Regions from separate parts of the Anser cygnoides genome. Here region 1 is linked to region 2. A link is a contact called in public Hi-C data. All regions are on one chromosome and are shown on one strand. The core of a region is the stretch at or near the end of the contact, and the rest is flanking DNA. Distances in the headings are between cores, read along the strand shown.

The links. Hi-C and Micro-C count contacts between places; a contact is called where the count stands out from the background.
Region 1: a contact with region 2 is called in a Hi-C map of liver, with 2.4 times the contacts expected there. The contact joins the promoter of MASP1 here to the enhancer-like site in region 2. A contact is called at or near these places in 2 of 7 Hi-C or Micro-C datasets (both in liver).

The regions. Positions count from the first base shown.
Region 1 is chr9:16,433,246-16,439,996 of Taihu_goose_T2T_genome, forward strand. MASP1 (MBL associated serine protease 1) reads left to right here and starts at 2,393. Exons shown (of 16, transcript XM_048076878.2): 1 at 2,393-2,721; 2 at 4,830-5,055. The coding sequence starts at 2,717.
Region 2 is chr9:16,237,329-16,243,652 of Taihu_goose_T2T_genome, forward strand. No RefSeq gene overlaps it. Among named protein-coding and RNA genes, the nearest start is that of LPP, 47 kb to the left of the region's middle. Within about 2 kb of position 3,908, at least 1 of the 3 cell types and tissues checked has open chromatin away from gene starts, as enhancers often do. A contact at or near this core is called in liver, where this site is marked.

The DNA.
Region 1 (6,751 bases), core at 1,143-3,642, 190 kb after region 2:
CCCACTAGCACTTGGGGAAAAAGCACTTCTTGTTAGAGACTCTGCGTGCCCACTCCTGTTACTCCATGGCCAGGCCTCATAAAACATGTACACGAGTCCCTGGTGTGGCAGGGCTAAGACTGACATCCCTGGCATCGCCAATAGCCATGACGGGCCCTCCTCTTGGACAGGTGGGAGCAATCCCAGAGGAGTCATTGCAGGTGGAGCAGGTTCCCCACCTCCCCTTGCCATTCCCTCCCCACCCTGCAGCACAGGAATTGCATTGCTTTAGGGGCTGGCGATGACCTGGAGTGCCAAGCCAGGATGCTGGGTGGCACGGGCACACGGGGACAGACATCTCACAGCACGCAGAGCCTGGCTGGAGGTCAGCCAGCCCCGGAGCAGGGCCAGCTCCATGGCGGAACAGCAGCCGCCCATGCAAGGCTGGCATCCCGAGCACGCCGGTGGGAATTTGGTGGGAATTTGCTTTCTGGAGGCAGGGAGGTGAGCGGGCAGTGCTCGTGGGAGGGGTGTTTGCAGCATATGAGCAAGCAGCACAGAGTGCTGCTGCTGGGGTCTGCATTGATTTTCATCCTCCCCTGCCCTCCAGTGCTCCGCGGTCGGCGTGGATGCTTTCAACCCTGCTGTGCCCAGCAGCACGGGCTGGATGCACATTGAACTTGCATTGCCACTGCCAGCCTCGCAGTGCAAACACAGACTTTGGCCCTCAGTGATCTGGCTTGAAAGAGGCATCAGCAGGCAAAGGAAGTGTCACACGAGGCTTAGAGCTGCTCCTGAAGTGCAGGAGTTGTTCCAAAAAGCTATAGGAGGTTGTCATGGTGGAAAAATGAGTGCATGAAGGACCCACCCTGCAGAACAGGCAGGGAAAAAAATAGATCACAATGTATTCAGACAAGAGCACACTTGCCTGCAAAAATAAAGCCCTGCGTTTGACACGTTGCTGAGCTATTAATTAGTTTGATCAGCTTGCCTGGGTGTGTTAACATGAGCGAGAGCTGGTGTTTGTACAGTGATGAGCTGTTAAAACTTCCCAAACAGAGGCAGAAAAAATGGCAGAGTGAGATCTCCCCTTTGCCCAGAGCCTTCCTGCTATTCTTCCAGTGCTTTTCCACTCATATTTTTCTATTTTACCCGGCTGAGTCTCCTAGGTGCCATTTCTTCCCCGGCACAGAACCAGGGACCCATGGGAGCGAGAGAAGCGGTTTCAGAGCTGAAAGCCAAGGAGCTGTCAGCCCCCAGAGCACAAAGGCAAGGAATGGAAAAACCACCCCATTTTCCTCCCCCCAGACCTCTTCCCTCCCAGCTTCTGGGGGGCTGCACGTAGCCGAAGGGGCAGGCGAGTTACCATTGCCACTTTAATGGCAGAGGCTGGGGAGGGCTGGGAGCTGCTGCTGGGGGAGCGGTGCCAGCACATCCCCGTCTCCCTGCCCCTTGTTTTTGTGCCTTTTAACGCGCCGCAGCTGTACCCGTGCCTGCCAGGGGGTGTCTGCAGGGTGTACGTTAACCAGCTCAAGCTGAAGTTGGTCACCAGCTATGAAAGTTTTGCTCTTGATGTCTCCGAGCTTGGCGTTTCTGGACGAGGGGGCCACTTGCACCCTAAGGCAGCCCTAAGGAACGATTCGGGTTGTGCAGGCAGGAGGGCTTGGGGTTTGCTTGTTCCTGGGGCAGGGAAGGGGAACCAATGTCCCATGGCTCGGTGGGCAGCGTGCAGGTCCTCACCTCGCCAGGAGGGAGTCAGGCTTCGGACCTGCAGCTTTGGCATCTGCAGCTCTCCCTCCCGAGCAGAGTCCACATCCGAAGCTGCTCTTTTGCCCTGGGACAAAATGCAGAGTCCAGCCAGCCCCGAGCCCTGCAGGAGGTTCCCAGCCGGCTCTCGCCTTTATCCCGACTGCCACCAGCGGAAAGTTTCGCAGGAACCAGACCGCAGCCCCAAGCCCAGAGCAGCTCGGGGTGGAGAAGCTGAAATCGGGTCCTGAGCGCGGGTCCCAGCTGCAGCACATCCCCGCAGCTCTTCACTTCTGTGCAGGTTTTTTTTTCACACGTTCTTGCCTTCTGTTTTTGCTGGAGGCTCCCGTCCCTATTGAGAGGCAAATTTTAGCCATCTGGCAAAGCAGACTGTAGGATAAAAAAATGAGAGAGGGAGAAAGAAAAAAAAAAAAAGCACACAATGTGCATGGGCACACACACACACAAAACTCTGGAGCTTAGGGAAGACAAAAACTTCTCAGCGGTTGCTGGAGAGGAGAGGAGAGGAGAGGAGAGGAGAGGAGAGGAGAGGAGAGGAGAGGAGAGGAGAGGAGAGGAGAGGAGAGGAGAGGAGAGGAGAGGAGAGGAGAGGAGAGGAGAGGAGAGGAGAGGAGAGGAGAGGAGAGGAGAGGAGAGGAGAGGAGAGGAGAGGAGAGGAGAGGAGAGGAGAGGAGAGGAGAGGAGAGGAGAGGAGAGGAGAGGAAGAAGGAGAGAGCCTTCAGCGCAGGCAGGTCCGTGTGTGCGTGCGGGGATGTGGGGAACCGTTGCAGGCAGGGGAAGGCGTGACCTGCATGGAAAATGCCAGACAACTCCAGACACACACGCAGAGGCGCGCACACGCTCACAAATCTCCGGCCAGAGATAAGGCGGACAGCGGAGCGTGGGGAAGGAGGCGAAGCCGGCCCCCGCCGCCCAGCCAGCCGCCCTCCCCTGCCTCCCCAGCCCCTCGGGGAGCTCTCCCGGCAGAGACATGAGGTGAGTGCCTCCGGGACGAGGGGCGATGCGGCGGGGGAGAGCCGCACACGGGCTCCGGGGGGCACTGGGGGGTGGTTGGGGGGCGGCGCCGGTTTCACTCCGGAGCGGGACCGGGACTCGCGGAGAGGAGCTGGATGCGGGGCGAGCCGGCGGCGCTGAAGGCCAGGCGAAGCGGAGGGGGTGATGCCCGTTTCCGCCAGCCCCCGAGCAGAAGAGAAACAGATTTTTTTCCCTTCGCACATTTTTGTGGTTTCAGACGAGCCGTCAGAAAAAGGCATGTTCAACCTCAGTCCGCTCGGATGAAAAGTCGGCCCAAGTTTGTCGGTGCCCCGCGACTTTGCTTTGTACCCGGGGGCCGGGGCGAGCGGCAGCACGAGACAGACGAGCCCCAGAAAACTACTGCCCTGGTTTTGAAAGAACGCAGACAGGTTAAAAATAATCCGCTTATATAGATTCAATTTCCTCATCAGCATACCTTAATCAAGCCCTGCTTCTGAAACCGTGTGTGCGTGCACGTGTGGGTAGTTCCAGCGACTGTAATATACACCTACAAGCCTCTGCCAGGCCCTAGTACCTATTTTAGAAAGCGGAAATTTTCTCTAATGGCTCTAATTTCCTGCATGTTTCTGTTCCTCTGTGTGCTGTAAAAAGACGGAGGTCTCTCCTCCGGCCGGGTCCCATGCAATGCCATGGGCGTTCGAGTTTGCACCCCCAGCCCGGGCAGGGGCTTGCTCCCCCCTTGCACTGAGAACTGCTCCGCTGGCGCTCGCCTTCCTGCTCGAATGGAGCTCCAGGCTGGTGTGCAGTCAGCTGGCGGCTGCAGGGTGACCTGCAATCGCTGTCCTCTGTGCCCTCCTCGGGCACAAACAAGTTGGCAACTGGGACAAACTCTCTTGGATCAGATTTTTTTTAAATCTGAGTTTGATGACAAAAGGTCTCTGTGGATCTTAACTTCTGTGTCCTTCTTCATTTGGGGTGAGTGGTACCCTAAGAACTGAAGAGAACTGAAGAGGGAAAAGAGAAGAGAGAAGAGAAAAAGCAAAATGAAGAGAAGCGAAGGGAAAAGTAAAAGAGAAGCGAAGAGAAGAGCAAGTAAGAAATGAAGAGAAGAGAAAAGAAAAAAGAAAAGAAAGAGAGGAGAAGAGAAGAGAGGAGAGGAGAAGAGAGGAGAGGAGAAGAGAAGAGAGGAGAGGAGAAGAGAAGAGAAGAGAAGAGAAGAAAAAAGAAGAAAAGAAAAGAAAAGAAAAGAAAAGAAAAGAAAAGAAAAGAAAAGAAAAGAAAAGAAAAGAAAAGAAAAGAAAAGAAAAGAAAAGAAAAGAAAAGAAAAGAAAAGAAAAGAAAAGAAAAGAAAAGAAAAGAAAAGAAAAGAAAAGAAAAGAAAAGAAAAGAAAAGAAAAGAAAAGAAAAGAAAAGAAAAGAAAAGAAAAGAAAAGAAAAGAAAAGAAAAGAAAAGAAAAGAAAAGAAAAGAAAAGAAAAGGAGTGTGCTAGCGGGGAGCAATGTGCAGGTCCTGCTGCTGGGGCCCTGGTCCGTCCTCGCCCCGCTGCAAAGCAGCGTGCTGTTTGCTGAGAGTCAGTGATCCCCGTTTGGCAGGGTGACGCTAAGCGGGAGTAACAACACTAGTTATTGCCATGATGCTTTCATTAAACCGATTCAGAACGCATCATTATTTTATTAAGCATCGTGATGTTTACTCTTGTATTAAGCGAAGATTTGCCCATCAGCTGTTAGTCCAAAGACGTGTAGCTGGTGGCTGCAGCTGCCAGGAGTGAGAAGCATGGAGCTCCTGATGGTGCCTGGAGCTGCAGAGGTGCCTTCGGATCCCACGGGACACCTCCGTCACCCACCTTTCTAAGGGGTTTTCCCTCCTCAGAGCCACGTGCAGTTCCCACCCTCACCTCCATGTCCCTGCAGAGAGTTCGCTGCTGGTGGCATGGTGCCACAGCTCCTCTCCCAACCTGGCACACTGGTCTGTCTCAACTGTGCAACCTTACACAAACTTGTAAGGGTTTGGGGGAAAAAAAAATGCATTTTTTGGAAAACCAGACTGAGCCCTGACAGGCTTTGGGATGGCCAGAGTTTCATTCGGTTTCCCCGTGTGCTTTCCAGGTACCCCCTGGCCTGGTCCTTCTGTGCCTGGCTGCTCGGCGTGGCGGATGCCGTTGAGCTGACGGAGATGTTTGGGGAGATCCGCTCCCCAAACTTCCCCGATTCCTATCCCAGCGACTCGGAAGTGACGTGGAACATCTCCGTGCCCGAGGGATTTAAAATCAAGCTGTACTTCATGCATTTCGACTTGGAGTCGTCCTACCTCTGTGAATACGACTACGTGAAGGTGAGCGGTGGTATCAGGGGACGCATGAACGGGCAGGTGGGACATGCGTTTGGCCAGCAGGGAGAGGGCAGTGCTGGAAAAGCTGGGAATGAGGTATTTTTCCCCATTTATTGGGCACAGGAATTGTCAGTCCAGTGGACAACAGGAAGAGCACAATAAGCTGACAACATCCATCGGACTAACCAGTGGGTGGGACACCCAAATCAGAGCCCAGTCAAAAAGGACCAGATTTCTGAAACTACAACACTTAATTTTCATTGAATCCTGTGGGATTCACACACCTGCGTGCTGATGAAATCCCTGTGCCAAAATGCCCAGGCTGTGCTCCTCTGATGCCAGGCACGTGCAAGGAGGCCCCTGAGCTCAGCACCCTTGGCCAGGTCATGGCTGTGGGGACACCCAGCAGAACCAAAAATAAGGGTTAGACCTGAGCTTAAGTCTGCAAGCTGGGGTCTGCATGCAGAGCAGCCTTCCTACAAGCAACTGGGACAGACCCACAGGCTCCTTTGTGTTCACTACGAACCCATATCACAGCCCAGGTCCAACTTCTGGGGCCACTGCTGGCAAATACCCTCAGCGCAAACAAGCTCTGGATGTTCCCAGAGAGCTGTCATGAGCAAAACCACAAAAGATTTCATTCTGCCTCGTTGCTGGGCAGTAACCCGTCAGAAATGATGGTGGGCCGCATGCTGTTGTGCCGCAGAGCATCCTTGCCTCCTTGCAACTCCAAACAGGGTTCCCCACCTCCAGGACAACCGGGCTCTCCGTCTCTTTGAATTTGGTCAGTTTTGGTGCTTTCTGGCAGGCCAGGTGCAGCAAGCAGGTGCTTCCTACATTTCAGGGCTGAACATTCATCACCCATCGCCCAGCACAAGCCTCACCCTGCCCCTCTGCATGGAGGCAGGTGGAGATTGCGCCCAGGTCTGGAAGCACTCAGCCCCAGTACTAGGTGCCAGCTACTTGCAATTATTGTTTTATTCTCGCCCTAAGAAGACAAAGCAAACATTTGCATTTTTTTTCCTCTTGGATCTGTTTGCTGCTTTAATTTCCCCTTTGTGCTGGCACTCATTTTGCTACTAACAGCTCTCATTGAGGTTTGATTAGTTCTTTCTGCTTCTCCTGGATCTTCTCCAAGCACAAGGGCCAGGGACATATATAGAGATATATTGCTCTAAGAACTCAATAAGCTCAAGGAGCAGATTTCTTGGAAACTTTCCCCATTCCAAGCTTTACCCCTCCTCCTGCCCTTCACCCCCTGCTCATTTTTCCTTTTTCATAAGGGCTCCCTGTTATTTGGCCACGGTGCCAAGTTGGCATCACAGCTTTCCCTGCTGCTGGATTTCCATAAGAAGGCGGCATTTTTCACAGGGATTTAGATCTCAGCTGTATAAATTTGCTCTGGGCTGTAGCTCAGCTCACAGAGCCTCTACCACAGAATTGCATTTGAAAAGTGCCGAAAATGCTCAGAAACGCCCGTCTGGGTGGATTACAGGTGATCCGTAAGCTGCTCAGCTGGGTAGACGTGCAATTTTGTTGCTACTAAGGCATCAGCTTGGAACACGTAAGGAGAGCAGCAGATGAATAGAAGACCATTTTCCTCCTTGGGAAAACCCAGCACGTATAGATGTGTCTGTAATACTCTGCCAGCCCCGCTAAAGAGGCTCATCGTGGCTCAGAAAGCCAGAGGTGCCACCTC
Region 2 (6,324 bases), core at 2,658-5,157:
CTGAGAGCCACTGGGTTGCGAAGTGCTTAAAGATTTGGCTGCTACTGGGAATCTTGTTCTGATGTTTATTCAAGTCATGGCCTGAGCACCCACAGCTCTGATTGCAGACAGCAGGAACCAGGAGCACTTGGCATTTTCTGAACATCTTCGATCTGTTAACTGACATTTTCTGAAGATGAAAAGCTTTTAGGTTGACTGCCTAGGAGAGAAAGCCCCCTGCCACCCCAGCCAGCTCTTGCATGGGCATTGGGCCCAGACAGCATCAACAACCTTTGAGCCTGACTTACAGGACTGAGGCAGTGAAGAAAAGCTCCCATGACACCATTCACATTCAGGTCCTGTTGATGAAACTACCAGTTGCTAGTTCCAAAAACAGTTTTTTATACCATGCTGGCTTCAAAATTCACACCAACAGGCAGAGTGGCATCTTTCACATAGCTCCTTAAAACTCTTCCGTACCACAAGCCTTACACCTCACACCCATCTGGCACCAGGCTGGCCCATGGCAAGGCACAACTTCCTCCTCATTTCGTTCTCCTCCCGACACTCATTCATTTTGTCCACTTGTTGCATCCTGTCTCATTCCTGTTCAGGCGTTTGTCAGGGAAGGGAAGGTTGTTTTTGCTACTTGCCTGTGCTGCACCCAAAGTAATGAGCCCAGAACTTTATGCAATCTCCTACCTGATATTCTGATTTAAGCTAGGACAAGATTCCACCACCACCCCCGATGACCAAGTACAAAACAATTTTAATAAAACAAGAATAATTGGGAAATCTCCTTTAGGGTCTGTCCAAAGCCTTTAAGGAGAAAATTTTTGGGTTGCAATGGTTTAACTCCTCCCCTCACCCCCCTCCACCCCCCCTTCAAGAGCTCTGCACATAGAAAACATCCTTTTGAAAAAAAAGAAAAATTGTCTGCAAGCTGTTGGAAAATGTTTTGTCAACATCCCTATCCTTCCCTTGACCAAAACCCCAAACCACACCAAGCAGCGAATAGGTTGGGTCTTACAGAATCAGATATTTCAGGCAAGTTTACTCCTCATTCACAAATCCAAGCCAGTTCTTCAGGCAAAACAAGTAGTACAACCATGACTTCAGGTCATTTGTGACCTTGGCCTTATTTGAAACAAATGAGCGCCAAACGCTTACAGATTCTAAGTCTTATCCCCAAACATCCAAAACCTCATTTTGTTTGCTTGGTATTAGAAAAGTTTGTTGTTTTTTTCCTTTCCAAACAAATCCTTCCTGCCTTGGACAAACTGACATTGTGCACGCCCTTGAGCATTAAGAAGCAAGGCAGAGTGTTCCTTTCTCATTACATGGCTTGGCTTATCAGCCCAGCAAAGGTTTGGGTTTCAGGCGTGGCTCCGTGCCAGGTGTGACAGACCACTTGCCATTCACACAGCACCGAGGCAGGGAGCACAAAGCAGGGCTTACAGACTTTGTTATCACAAGCTCCAGGAAGCCACGCTCCCACCTGCTGATCCTAACAGACAAGCAAACAGCCTCTAACCCCAGAAGATGGATCAGGAGGAATTCAATTATATTTAACAGGTTGATTGAGAGATATCTTGTGATTTGCCCACTGGAAATAGGAACAGATCCTCAGCTGCTGTACTTTGATTTCGCTGCTCTATGGCCAAAATCCACAGAGGAGAGGGACCGATAGAACTGGGACAAGATGTTTGCTCTAACGTATTATCAAGAACATTAATGCAGAGAATTTATCTTCTAAATAGATTGGACATTATTTAAAAGTGAAGAACCAGCAAGAAGTTCATTCCTGGACAGGGTGATGAGCTGATGTGCTAGATAATGCCACAGAAGAGAAACTCCATCCCAGGTTACCTATAAAAGCATGACCACCTTGAACCAGTGAGATGGCCTGTTAGTGTACACTACTAATAAAAAAACAGCAACGCATCTACCACCTATGGGTTTGGGAACTGCATGTTGCATATACATAAGCATGCAAAATACCCTACCTGTGAACTGTTTTCATTCGTTTCCTAGCAAAAATTGGCTCCTTATACTGTCTGGATGTTCAACAAAACCCATGAGATGTTTTACCATGTTTCCTTGTGCCACTTCAGACCTCATGAGCTTACTGCTAGGATCCTTCAGAATATGCATCTCCAGCAGGATTTGCAGTGAACAATCCCATAAAACTAGTGCCCCATTGGCATGATCAAGTAGCCAAATCAAATTTTGTCTGTAGTGGATTGAAACACGGTGCCATTGGCCAAGGGGTCACCTCTTTCCCCCAGAATGTCAACTCTCAGACAGCAGCAAGGGAGGGAAGGAAGAAGAGAAGTTCCTACAGGTGTGGAGCATGAGTACAGGCTTTGAAAGGGCAGTTAAAAATGTTCCCCAAAGCATTCAGCAGGTACAAGAGCTCAAGTCACTTTTTCATACATTAGGTGCTGAAGTGGCTGTCCTGATCACAGAAGCACAGCACCTTGAAGTCCTAGAGGTGTTTATCACCAAACTAATCCCACAAGTTAGAACAGCATTGCTATTTCCATTGTACTGCGAGGGAACTGAGTCACTGCACTGACGTAACTTGCCTGAGGCAGAAGATGAAGTCTGGGACAGAACAGAGAACTGAGCGAGAGTCCCTCAAATTCCTGGTATGCACTCCAAGCCCAGACCATCCCCATAGCCCATTATATTTGTGAAAACATCTGAGAGGGCTTTCAGTAGAGAGTAAGGTTTTTACTTGCTTGAGCACACACAAGTGCCAGCCATGCCTATCTGGGTGAGTCTGCTGCAGCAGGACAGCATGCCATTGCATCACAACCCAAAAACATGCTGCAAAGCCCACAGGAAGAGAACCTGGTGCCAGGCACGGGACTGCCTGGCAAGCTACAGGGAGCTGAGGAACCTCCAGCACAAGCAGCATCATGCAGCACCTGATCCAAAGCCCAGCAGCAGCCACTGTCTCTAGAATGCTTTCAACACACGTGTTTTAATGATCACTCAACATGAGAGGTATTTGCAAGAGATCTGGTTTTCCATGTAATGAGGTCCAGCAGGTGAGGAATAGCAGTTAGATTTTGCACTGCTCTGCACACTCTGAACCAAGCAAACCAGGACCTTAAAGGCATAAATCCTAGCCCTCTGTTCTCCCTTCCAAGATGGAGCTTAACTGTTAAAAATCCAGCTGCAACATAATGCTCAATTGAAGGTGCTGAATGCATTGGACAGCTGAACTTCGTAGAAATGCTCACCAGGACTTGGAGAAGCTCTCCATCTGTTCAAAGATGAGTCAAGAGATGACAGTGCTCCATCTCCAGCTAACTCCAGCGATATCTTGAAGTTGTTTTACCTGGGTAACAGTGAACATTGGGTGGAAACCCTGTTGAAACTGATGGAAGTCATTTAGCACACTTGAACTCAGTTCTCTAGCAAGAGAGCATTAACCATGAGGCACCAGGGTGGGCTATGGTAGCTGTATTTTACAAAGATAAAAAACACTGAAGTTTGTGCAGCTGGAAAATGAATGTAGTCATTGCACAAAAACCAGCCACCACTGGCAGCAGCAGAGAGATAAAAGTTGCTAGAATTTGATTGCGCTCATTATTAAAACTTATCTTTAACCATCTCTGTCTATTGATTTCTAGCCAACTATTAACTAGCAATGACCTTAGCAGCTTGAAAATAACTGGGGAAGTCAAGTAAACAAAGGGGAACCCAGCTGCATACAAAGAACCAAGATATTTACAGAGACCCTCTTTGCTTCTGCTCATTGCAATAAACTTGAGCTGGGTATTTTTCCATTTAAACATCTGAGTCAATGATCCAAGAAGCTGAGGGTGTGGACAAGGAACTGAGTATAAAGAGGAGCAAAAGGAAGGAATAGGAGCTAATTGCAATTGTTTCTAGAGTCTTGAATTAAAATAATCTGAGGTAAAGTCAGAAGACAAAGGTTTATATTTTGGGAGTTAAGTTCCACCGCCTGTAAGCCTTCTCATATATTAAGCAGAAGCACTAGTTATACACAGGTCAGTTTTACTTTCCTGATATACCATTATACTGTACCTACTGCCAAAGAAAGACACCATCTTTTAAAAGTCTGATGAAAGTGAGCATCAGGAGTCCTAGAATGAGAAACCAAGTATTTAATCTCTCACGTTTTATCATCAATACCCAAGCCATTCCAGGCATCAGCATTCCTCTTTCCACAATTCAAGAATTTACATCCTGTGTGACTTCACTTCACCAGCACATCTACCCTGGTGTCCCCCACACTTCCCTTCACACAGTGCTCCAAGATCCCCTCTGCAGGCCCTATGACCTGCCCCTTTCCCAGCCCATGCTTCCAGGACTGATGACATCCTCCAAACTCTCCCCCCTTTCCAACAAGATCAGCTCCTTCCCATGTCCTGTAACTACCAGCAGAGCAAGAAGCAGCTTTTGCTATGGCATGTTTCAGGCTGGGTGCCAGCTGGACGCTCATCCAACTGGCCAAGCAGTATCTAACTTCTGATAACTCCCACAATCTCGTACACAGGGCACACTATTGCCTGATCATTGATTTTTGCAAGAAGCTTTTAGAAACAGGGTTGTTTGAGACTTCAGCTTCCTTGTTTACAATGTTTGAAGAAGGTCAACAAGTTCTTTTTTTTGAAGGAATACAATAGAAACTACCAGTATTACTGTTCGGGAAATAATTAACATTCTTACACACCACTTTCTGCACTACCTCATTTTTGGCCTTACGATCAGAGCAATAGTTCCTAAGAAAAATCTCAAAATCCTGGAAAAACCTTGTTAGCACGTAAGCCTGTTGGATCTAATGGCCACTCTCTGCAAGAGGGAAGTCCAAAATTGGGCCAATTTGTGGTGACTGTACAGATCAGAGTGGGAAATTCTGGAGAAGCGTTGGAGCATTGGGTTTCAGAGGTCAAGTGTGGGTCTGTTTCTCCTTGGAGAACAGAGGTGGGGGCATTCACATATCCAAGTTCACACAGGGCATTGTCATCTGTAATGAAGCAAGAACCACCAAGGTCTATTTAGTCATAGTCCCACACTACAGAAGATGATCTTGCAAAATCCTGGTGCTTCCAGTTTGTGGGGAAATCCTTCAGAAGAGCTTTGTGTGCTCTCATCCTCACCCTAGAGGATCTAGAACTGCCAGTGCAGCATGAATGAGCAAAATCATTTGAGACCAGAAGAGGAAGCTATCCAAGTTCTTCTGATTTCCAGACATCTGGACTTCAGTAAAATATTTTTGGCAATTCAGCCATCCACACAGATGACTTTTTGGACTGACACTCTGATGACCCTTCAGCCATCCAACCTTCACACTGAACTTCGTAACTGTTGACCCAATTTGGTCATATCTAAAGGACCAGTAGAAATTTTGGCAGCAAGAAGTATCCAGCGTTTGGAAGAACCCTGGAAGTAGACATAAAGACCCAGATGAGGTCCCTGTTGTGGAAAGGCCTATGCTACACAACCCTTTGGAAACAGGGTGTATGTCCTGCCTGTCCAACAAGCACTTGCACGGTTCTGTCCCTCTACAGCATTACGTTATCTTCTGTGCTGTAGAGTCACAGGAAGAGCCATGTGAAAAGAGCTGGGGTTGTTATGGCAGAAACAGAAGTAGGATGAAAAGGCCAAAGGACAAAAATCCACAGGAGACTGCAGTAACTCTGGTGTTCAGGAAACAACAAGGCTCTTTCCCATCCCTTCATCTTCTTCCTGTGAAGGGTGAAATTACCCACCCTAAAGACAGGAAGACACATACACCTCCCTCACCAGAAGAGGCACAGTGTTATAATAGCAGGGCTATTTTTTCCCCAGGAAAAAGGATGAAATCAGCTATTTACACTGGACAAATTACAAGCTCTGGAAAGCACATGAGGCACACAAAGAGAGCAGTTGTATCACAAATAAATATATGGTGGGGGTTAAACTTATTGATTAGCTTTGTAAACGCAGTTGCCCAATCAATAGCAATTTCTGGAAATGCCTGGTACTTATTTGGTGCAGCTTGTACAATGAGGATAAATAATAAGAGTACTTAGGGAGCACGTCTCCTGACACCATTGCCAAGCCCCTTACAACACAAAAACAAACTACGGTACAACAACTGCACAAGCCAGGATTAATCCACTACACCTTTAAAAAAAGAAAAAACAACAAGCACAAATCCAAACATAACCACACTATCAAAATAAGCACTTGGATCCCAAAGGTATCTACTTGGGTTCCTGCTGGTTTTGCTGTATATGACTAGCACTGGATCCAGAACAGTACAAAACTCATTCATTTGCTCTGCCCTTCTGCATGAGCCATGGATCCTTGCAGGACCCCTGT